Linked DNA regions of Sus scrofa: region 2 is linked to region 1. Evidence: chromatin contacts called from public Hi-C data. All regions are on one chromosome and are shown on one strand. The core of a region is the stretch at or near the end of the contact, and the rest is flanking DNA. Distances in the headings are between cores, read along the strand shown.

Region 1 (4,940 bases), core at 1,425-3,924:
TGGAGGCCAAGGTGTCCGCCATCCGCTTGTTCTCCCGGTCTAGAATCTCCTCCACAGCGCCGGGGCTCTGAGCTGTGAGAAGAGACAGAGAGGGGGTGAGAGTGTGCACCCACCCACGCGCACCCTCTTGACCTCTGCCCTCAGGGCTCTCACTCCAATTCCATCTAGTCCAGGGGGACTGGGCTTTCCTGTGTCTGCTGAACAGGTCCTGCCCTAACCCAGGGTCCAAAGCGTGAACTTCACACACGAGACAGCCGCGTGAAGGACAGCGTGCGAGAGCACTTGTTCTGTGTAGGCATCCAAGCCCGGATGGGTGGGCAGCACCTTCTGATACTCTGTGACAAAACCTGTACCATCCCCTCTGGATGGACTGGTATGTCAGCCCAGATGTCACCAGCGACGTAGAGGGGACCTGTTCTCAGAGAAAACCAGTAAACTCTGGCAAGGACTTAGGAAAAAGTCATGAACAGAAGGGGAGGTCGATCTCACGAGCAGGGCATAGATCTGCTCAGCTCTGCATCCTACACAGAGCCTTACACAACACCCAGAGCAGTGGTTGCTGAGACCTGGCCCAGGACAGGGGCTGGGACTTATGACTTGACTTGGTATAACCATCCTATCAAGTAGATGAGAACTGCCTCCCCAAGTTCACAGGCCAGATTTGCCGTGGGCCAGATGTCTCAGGGAGGCTCATCTAATAGGATCACAACCCTAGAAATCATGGATGTGTAAAGATGCCACGAGATGTTAGCATCCTACCAACCGCTTTCATCCATTAAATCTGTAAATGCCGCAAGCCCAGCGGAAACAAGCATCAGCATCCCACTTCGCAGATAAGAACAGGGGTTCCCAGAGGGCAAGTGGGCCACTCCCAGCCCCAGTCGGTACGAGGCCTTCTTGGGCCATCACGCGCAGCCCTCACTCCTTGGGGCTGGCCTCCGGAACAGTCGACCAGCCCGTCTGGCTGAGGTCCCGTGCAGAACAGTCTCACGAGGGCGGAAGGGGTGGGGACAGCGGACATCCGGACCCCGCAGCTTCACCGAGAAGCCGGGCAAGACCGCCCGAGGGCCCCACCCACGCCGCCCTGGCTCCGCCTGTTCTCAGTGTCTGCCGGCCAAAGCCACCCAGAGAGGCGGGGGCGGGCGAAAGCGACTCCTGCAGGCAGCGGCATCGGTTCCAGCACCGCCGCCACCTGCCTCCGCTCCCCAATGCTCACCCCGAGCCCAGTCCGCCATCGCGCCCAGCACGGACCCGCAGAGCTACAGCCTCCCGGGATGTGGCGCAGCCGTCGGGGAGGGACTTCCCGTCCCGCCCCTTCCGCCCGGGGCCCTCCAACTTCCGGCCGAGCGGGCGAGCGGGCTGGACGGAGAAGAACTGACGTTTCCTCCACCGCCTGCCTTGTGAACAGGGCCGCTGGTTCGCTCCTGGGACTGCTGGAAGGTTATCGTTTTTAATAGCATCATGGTGCCGACAGACAATTCCGCGGCCATTCCTGCCGAAGGCGGTGTCAAATCCTAACTGGAAAGAGCTCACGGCCCTTTCTCAGGCGAGAGAGGCTCCTCGCGGCGACACGGCCCGGGGTCCGAGGCCCGCCCGGCTGCGGTGCGGTTAAGGCGAGGACTCGGTGTGAAGCACGCTCCAGATGCTGCCGGCGGGATAAAGAGGGGATCAGTGCCTGGAACAAGCGAGCGCTGCAAAAATCTCAGGGATGAAGCACTTGAAGGAAAACGGGAAATCAGGAAGAAGAGTGGGAGCGTGAGGGGAGTTAGGGGCAGGAGGAGCCGGTGCTGCGACCTTGCACCCGGGCACTGACAAGGGGTCTGGCACAAAATAGATGCTCAACAAAGGCTTGTTGCGCAGTGGGTGGAGTATATGTTATTCACCCACTGTAATGGAGCATTCACTCTGTGTCGTTTAGTGCTGACAACCCACCGAAATGGGACCTTTTATCATCTCTGCTTTTCAAAAGAGGGAACTGGGTCCAGGCCAGAAGATGTGTCTGCTTACACAGCCAGGAAGTCCCTGCACATGATCAGGCTTTGCCTTCATCCTGACCTGGACCTTCCCTCCCCACTCTCCCCTGTCTCTCAGCCCCAACAATGATCTCTTTCTCCTACAACGGCCATTCCCACCTTTACTCTGCCGGCTCCTTCGGCCTTGAATGAACTTCCCCCACATCCCTTCCTGGCTCACTTCTTCCTCTGGTCTCAGCAAAAGCGACACTTATTCAAATCCCCTTGGAGCCCATCAGGCCCCTTTTTCAATCACAGCACTATGACTGCTTAAAGTCTTCCCGTTTTCCCGTTTTTGTTTTCACCTCTGCAATATAAGCTCCACGAAGGCAAGGACCTGTGGGTTCTGTTCACCCACATCCTGGTTCCTTGCATGCTGTAGGCCCTCAAACGCCTGCTTAATAAACAAAGTGGTCCCGGGGCTGCAAAGTCCTTTCCACTTCGTCTTTCCTCGGAACATCTCATTCGTTCTGTACATCAAGAGGGGTGTAGTGTGCGTGTAATAGCGGGGTGAGAAGCTAAGGCCCTCTCCCGTAGGGAATTCACTGCTCGGAGCCGGAGCGATTCAGGCCCGTGGTCGGATAACCACTGAGTCGGACACTGAAAGGCAACGTGACTAGACATCAAAGCCTTTAAATTCCCGAGGGCTCTTCTAGGCCTCTCCACTTTAAGGCGCGCGCAGCCCGGGCCCCCGCCCCGCGCGGCGCCGCGCGCAGCCCGGGCCCCCGCCCCGCGCGGCGCCGCGCGCAGCCCGGGCCCCCGCCCCGCGCGGCGCCGCGCGCAGCCCGGGCCCCCGCCCCGCGCGGCGCCGCGCGCAGCCCGGGCCCCCGCCCCGCGCGGCGCCGCGCGCAGCCCGGGCCCCCGCCCGCGCGGCGCCGCGCACGCCCCTTCCCGGCCTCCCCCGCGCGCCGAGCTAGGGCCGGGCGGGCCGTCTGGGGCCCAGAGCCTTGGAGCGAGGTACCTTCCGCTTCCTCGGGCCGGGGTCCCGGGAGCGCCATGGAGCCTCGGGCGGTAGTGGATGCTATAGAGACGGGGGAGGAGGACGTGGTTATGGAGGCTCTGCGCGCCTACAACCGGGAGGTGAGCGGGAGCTATGGACGTGGGACGCGCAGGGAGGAGGTGGGGCTGGGTGGGTCCCGCGCGCGTGGCCGGCGGGGAGGGTGTGAGTGGTGAGCGTGGCGGAAGGCTGAGGGTGTTGGCGAGCACGGCGGGGAGGGGCACCGAGTCTTTGAAGAGTTGCTGGGGGTGCCGTGGGGAAAGGGAGCCCTGTCTATTGAGAGCGGTGTCTGCGGCCTTGGAGCTCGGATTCTGCTTCGGTGGACCTGTGCCTCCTAATCTTCTGGGTCTGTTTGCAGAACTCCCAGAGCTTCACGTTTGACGATGCCCAACAGGAGGACAGGAAGGTGGGTGCTTATCAAGGGTAAAGGGGCAGGGACGGGTGGCCCAGGTAGAGGAGCCTGATGGAACCGCTCTATTCCCCTGCCCACAGAGACTGGCGGAGCTGCTGGTCTCAGTCCTGGAGCAGGGCTTGTCACCTTCCCGCCGAGTCATCTGGCTGCAGAGCATCCGCATCCTGTCGAGGGACCGCAGCTGCCTGGACTCGTTCACCAGCCGCCAGAGCCTGCAAGCGCTTGCCTGCTATGCTGGCATCTCTGCTTCGAAGGGGTCGTGTCCTGAGACTCTGGACATGGATGTTGTGCTCGAGTCCCTTAAGTGCCTGTGCAACCTCGTGCTGAGCAGCTCCGTGGCACAGGTGCTCGCCGCAGAGGCGGGGCTAGTGGTGAGGCTCGCAGAGCGAGTGAGACTGTACCGCCAGAGCAGCTTCCCGCATGACGTCCAGTTCTTTGACTTGCGCCTCCTCTTCTTGCTAACGGCGCTTCGCACTGATGTGCGCAGGCAGCTGTTTGAGGAGCTGCAGGGAGTGCACCTGCTGACCGAGGCACTGGAGCTGACGCTGGGAATGACCCCTGGAGAGGGACCCCCGGAACTCCTTCCTTCCCAGGAGACCGAACGGGCCATGGAGATCCTCAAAGTGCTTTTCAACATCACCTTCGACTCCATCAAGAGGGAGGTGGATGAGGTGAGGGCTGGCCTCAGCCTTCGGTTGGGCTTAACAACTAGGATGCTTCCGGGACCTGCCTCTCTGCCAGGTACCCTCAAGTTTCTGGGTGTCGGACCAGGAGGACATCTGCACAGCAGCGCTTGTCAGGAGGAGGCAGGGAGGTGCCCGTTCCGTATAAGGGCATCGAGGAATCAGAGCGCGTATCTGGCTCTTGCAACACCAGGAGTGCTGTGTGGTGTGGGGGCAGGCTGTAGGAGATTCTTCGGGGGGCGGGGGGCGAGAGCACAGAGTGACTTCATCCCAAAGGGACCTGTTGATGTCCCTAACCACGAGAGTGCTCTTAAGGTCACATAAGTGAGGCTGAGCAGCCAGGTGTGGTGGAGGAGATGCATGGCCTGCATGAGGTCTGGCCGTGGGCCAGGCAGTAGATGTTCAGCAGGCAGCAGTGGGGGTGAGTGGCACTTTCTCTCACAGGCACCCCTTTCTCTTTGGTCAGGAAGACACTGCACTTTACCGGCACCTGGGGACCCTGCTGCGGCACTGTGTGATGGTCACTGCTGCTGGAGACCGCACAGAGGAGTTCCACGGGTGAGGGTGGTGCCTGTTGGGCACACCGGGGCGGGCGTCTGCTCTCAGGTCTATATGGTGGTTTCCAGCCCTAAAGAGAGAGTTTTCATCCAACTGGGTGGGACCAGGCATTGGTGTGTTTCCACAGAGCTGCAGCACTTAGAACACACAGCTAGGACAAGAATTGTGAGCTCAGGACAGAATGTGCCACTGGACCTTGAACACTGTGGTATCCATAGAGCAGTGTGGTTGTCACTTTCATTTTCTGTGACCTATGCCTGGGCGGGTCCCAATTTGGA
Region 2 (4,940 bases), core at 804-3,303, 150 kb after region 1:
CTTTTGTGCCCCCAGGCCCCACCCCTCTCCTTAGCTCAGGAAGTTAGAAAAGCCACAATTACCGGCTGCCCTTTGGGTCTCATGGGTGTTTTTCTTTTGGTTTGGTTTTTGGCCCATGGCACAAGGCAGTGCCAATTCCAGTCTCATGGTCGCATGTCTTTAGGGGGCTCCGATACACGCAAAATTTGTTTTTCTTCTGCTACCTTGTTTTATATCAATTTAATTATTACACAAGCCAAAAACCCTAGAAGGGAAGAAGGGGAAAGCCTTCCCACCCCAACACACACACAGCAAAACCGACTGTTTTTTCATTGTTGAAGCGTTCCCAGACCGTGAGCCCAAACCCTGCAAACCCAGGCTGGCTCATGTGTAGGGAGTCCATCCCACCTCCCAGCTGCCTCCCCGCCCATAAATCATCAGAAACAGCAGCAACAGGACAAAGCTCTGACTTTCCCAACATTTGCCACTGTTCTCTTTCCTAGTACTTGAACTTTTTTTGGATTTGAACTTGAGAACTTTAGTTCAGTTCCTTTGAGGCTTAGATTACTGTAGGAAGAATCAATGCCTGTACCGTAATTTCTCCTAGGATAGGGTTTATATTCAAATTTGGGCTATCACAGCATCACAGCCTCTTGGCGCTGGAAAGTGTAGTTTCCGCTGCACTGGATGACGCAGTTGAGGGTAAGGTGGGGTGGAAAGCAGGATGAGATGGGAACCGGGGCCCCAGTTCGTCTGAAGAACAGTCTGTTCTTGTCCATGTCAAGATGTTAAGGGGGCGAAGACCCCCAGCCCCCCGCAGAGGGTCCCCACAGGGCTGCCACCTGGAGGGAGGCAGGGCCCAGCCTGGTGGACGCTGCTTCTCAGCGGGGCAGCCTGGTGGGACCTTGGCATCAGGCCACACTGGTTAAGGAAGCAAAGGCCGGGGCCTGGGGGCTGGGCCCTGCTTATCTCTTTGGAGGTTGGGAGGGGTCTTCTGGGAGGAGCTGAAAGGCAGGAGATTTCACCCACGTGCAGGCTGACAAGTGAACCTAAAACGGTTTTAGAGGACAGAGCCCCTGGTCAGGGGGAAACAACACCCCACTGCCCACAACACATCCTCGGGTGTTCCCACAGGGGCCTGCAGACCCGAGCAGAGGAATCGAAGGCTTCTGCGCCCACATCACCTTTGCCCCAAGGGCCACCTCCTACCGCCTGCAGCCCCTCTCCTCCTCCTCCTCCTCCTCCTCACCAGATGGCCCGTGGTCTAGGGAGACAGGGCACCCAGACCGCTGCCAGCAGGCTCACCGGCTCTGAGGTTCAGGCAGGCTCCAGGGAGCTGCCTTCGCAGCCGGAGGTTGGAGGGGCTCCCCAAGGCTCAGATCTGAGGGGAAATGTTGGGGCCCCACCCGTGGCCCCTTTTCTAAGCTGGGCTCCCCGTCACAAGTTCAGCAAAGGAGATGCCCCAGTCCCCGCCGCCCCCCCTCTTCCTCTGCTGGTCTCAGAGGGGAGCACGCCCACAAACCCACCCTCGCGTCTCCTGTACTTTCACCTCTTCTCACAAACAAAGCTCTGCTGCCCTCAGGGCCCGACAGACCTTTGCGCCCGCGCCCCTCCCACTTCCCGGCCTCCCGGCCTCCGGGCCTCCCCGCTCCCCCGCCTCCCGCGAGCCGGCGCCGTCACTTCGGGGAATCGGCGGGGGTGGAAGCGGCAGCCACGCCCCCGCCCTGGGTTCCCGCGCCCCCGCCCTGGGTTCCCGCGCCCCCGCCCGGTCGTGTGCTCTCCGCCCCCACCCGGGTCCCTGAGTTCCCCATCCCCACGCCCCCGATCCCCGTCCTCAGTCCCCGCGCCCCCCACCCTGGTCCCTGTGCTCCCCGTCCCTGCGCTCCCCGTCGCCGCGCGTCCTCCAGCCCCCCACCCCGGTGCCTGTGCTCCCGGTCCCCGCGTTCCCCCAGCCCCCCCCCCAGGTCCCTGCACTCCCAGCCCCAGGAATTTGCCGCCCCCTCACAGGACACCACCTGAGCCGCTTGGATGACTCAGGCCCCCCTCAGCAGCTCGCCAGATGCAAACCCTTACCTCCCGAAAGGCTCCGACCCCCGCCCCACCGCCTCCTGGAGACAGGAGCCGGGGCGCCTCCGCAGTCCTCGCCGATCACGCGTGGGCCTGCGACGCCACCTGGTGGCCTCCAGGACAAAACGCGGCTGCAGGGACAGGGAAGGGTTGCTGGACCCAAGTAGGGGTTCTTGTCTTAGCCTGGGGCTGTTGACCCAGCGCTGATGGAGAGGGACCTGCAGAGATGTGGAAGGAATGGTGGCTGGACAAGCCCTGCTGCTGTGGGGTCAGGACCAGCGTCTGCAGGAAGAGACTGCCCAGCTCCTCCAGGGAGTCCCCCAGCTGGGCAGGACACCCTGCCCTCACAAGGAGTTCGGGACATGCTGGGAGGAAGGACCAGCCCTGCCCTCAAGGAGCTTAAAGCGCAGTAGGGAAAAGACAAAAATACAAACAAATAAGCAAGCAGGAAACATCAACCACACCGCAATTTTTAAAGTTTAAAACAAGAAAGGAGGATATGGAGTTGCTACCACGGCTCACAAGTTAAGGATCCGGCATCGCCACGAGCTGCGGCATGGTCACAGATCCCACTGGGATCGCACTGCTGTGGCTGTGGGGCAGGCCCCCAGCTGCAGCTCCGATTCCACCCCTAGCCCGGGACCCTCCACATGCTGCAGGTGCGGCCCTAAAAAGAGCAACAAATAAGTAGTAGGAGGTTACGTTCGGGATTTGGTAAGCGCCAGGAGGAACACGAAGCCCTGCGACTCACACCTTGTGATGACATGGGAGGAAGTGAGGGATCTCTAAGAAAGTGCGGCTAGTGAGAGCCAGGGATGAAAGCCTCTAAGGGAGGAGCTGCGGGGAACATTCTGGCTAGAGGAGACAGCCATACAAAGGCCCTGGGGCACAGAAAGGCAGTGTATCCCTCCAGAAAAGGGAATCCAGAGAGGAAGTGGTCAGAGGCCAGATCTGGGTGGGGGCGGGGACTCAGAGCAGCCACAGGGCAGTGGCAAGGCCTGCATGATGCTGGTCGGGTCCTGGATGAGTGGTGCATGCAGGGGCTGAGCTGCCCATGACCCAGGCAGAACTGCAGCCTCACAGAGGATGCCAGGAATAAGCCTCTCTCCACTCAACAGGTGCCGATGGGAGACAGCGAGAAGTGGGGTCATGGCATACGGCCTCACACGGCAGCACCAGATCCTGCCCCGTGTCCCAGGGGTGGTGTGATGGGCGGCATGCAGTGGGTCATGTCACCGCTGAGGGACCCAGGGCTGTGGGGCAAGCAGAAAATCCACCAAGTCCCTGCTCCAGGAGGAGGCAGTCAGTGGTGGTCCTTCTGGGTCCCCTTGACTTGGCTGGGGGTGTCAGCGATGGCTACAGAAACTACTCAGCCTCAGACAGTGGACCCCACAATCTGGCCATTCAGCAAGGACACATGGGACGCATGGGGCCTGCAGCCACCAGCCTCCCTCAACAATCCTACCCTCAGCCAAACTCAAATTGGCACAGGTCAGAGGTGCTGGCGGGCTGGGCCACCTGCTCACTGTGTCCCATGCATGTCCCATTTGTCCACCCGCAGGGTAAGGTGACCCACAGAACTGGCCTCCGCCTTGCTCCCAGGATGCTGGCTCAGGTCTTCAGGAGTCCCAGAGTGGTGCAGGCCACATCTCAGATGACCCTTAGCTTCTTTTCTGAGGGCCTGCCGGTGGCATCAACCCAAACACAGCAGGAGGCGATCCTCCCCCCTCAGCCAACACAAGCCCAAGCCATCTGCTGTCCATCGGGACCCACACAGGTGCCGACCTTGGGCAGGGCTGTCTCACCCACCTGGTAGATGGGGTTCGAACTATTGTCCCTGGGCATGGAGAGAGGAGACAGGAGACAGGACACAACCTGGGGGTCTGATGAGAGGACATAGCTGGAGATAGAGGTTAGGAAGCAATAGAGTTGACGATGGCTAGAAGGCAGCCCCATTCCCCATGGAAAAGCATCTGAGGCCCCCCCTCCCCACGTCTGAACAGGAAACCCGGGTTGAATTTGGTCTGGATCACTGGCACATGGGTTTGCTTAAGCCATGGGAGCAATATCACCAAGCATCTGCAGCCTGAGTTGCTGCACCCAGCCTAACCCAAGACTGCAGTTTCCACAGACATTAAGGGTCATGACGGGACACTGTGAACCCTGTGCCCACAGATGTGACAACTTTGATGGCATGGACAAATTCCTTGAAAGACACAGACTATGAAAACTCACACAAATAGCTCTATTTCTAGTAAAAACTGAATCAGTAATTAATACTCTTCCAAACAAGAAAGCCTCAGGCCCAGATTGTTCCACTGGTGAATTGTACCAAACACTTAAGGAGGAAATGACACCAATTATCTGCACTCTTTTCTGGAAAATAGAAACAAAGAGCACGCTTCCTCATTTTGAGGCCAAAATTAACCTAATAAAACCAAAAACAGACAAAGATACAAGAAGAAGAGAAAACCACAGACCGACATCTCTCACTATAAATGCAAAAATTCCCAACAAAATATTAGCAAATTAAATCCAACAATTAATTATGCACGCAAAATAGTTACTTACTACTAAGTGGAATTTATTCCAGGTATGAAAGGCCGACTCAATATTTTTATTTTTTATTACTCAGTGGATTTTATTCCATTTACAGGTGTCCAGTGATCATCACAACCCAATTTTACAGCATGTCCATCCCAAACCCCGGCCCATCCCCTACCCCCCAACCTGTCTCCTCTGGAAACCATATGTTTTTCCAACTCTGTGAGTCAGGAGTATCTGTTCTACAAAGAAGTCCACTGTGTCCTTTTTTTAGATTCCACATATAAGTGATAACATATGATGCTGGTGTCTCACTGTCTGACTAACTTCACTTAGCATGATAATTTCTA

Evidence for each region. A called contact is a pair of places that touch in the nucleus more often than the background predicts.
Region 2: a contact with region 1 is called in a Hi-C map of liver, with 2.9 times the contacts expected there. The contact joins the enhancer-like site here to the promoter of BET1L in region 1. A contact is called at or near these places in 1 of 5 promoter capture datasets (liver), 11 of 47 Hi-C or Micro-C datasets (alveolar macrophages, embryonic fibroblasts, fetal heart ventricle and 7 more) and 2 of 2 datasets of contacts at active chromatin or transcription factors (alveolar macrophages and skeletal muscle).

What each region holds. Positions count from the first base shown.
Region 1 is chr2:29,286-34,225 of Sscrofa11.1, forward strand. It overlaps BET1L (BET1-like protein), which reads right to left and starts at 2,675. Exons shown (of 3, transcript XM_021082526.1): 1 at 1,217-2,675; 2 at 1-72. The coding sequence starts at 1,235. RIC8A (synembryn-A) reads left to right here and starts at 2,850. Exons shown (of 10, transcript XM_003124225.4): 1 at 2,850-3,092; 2 at 3,368-3,415; 3 at 3,502-4,092; 4 at 4,571-4,662. The coding sequence starts at 3,009.
Region 2 is chr2:177,393-182,332 of Sscrofa11.1, forward strand. It overlaps LOC102166195 (a long non-coding RNA gene), which reads right to left. Exons shown (of 4, transcript XR_002341370.1): 2 at 2,053-2,264. LOC110259204 (a long non-coding RNA gene) reads left to right here. Exons shown (of 4, transcript XR_002341372.1): 4 at 1-1,694. Among named protein-coding and RNA genes, the nearest start is that of B4GALNT4, 13 kb to the right of the region's middle. Within about 2 kb of position 2,054, at least 54 of the 83 cell types and tissues checked have an H3K27ac peak or open chromatin away from gene starts, as enhancers often do. A contact at or near this core is called in liver, mesenteric adipose tissue, retroperitoneal adipose tissue and 2 more, where this site is marked.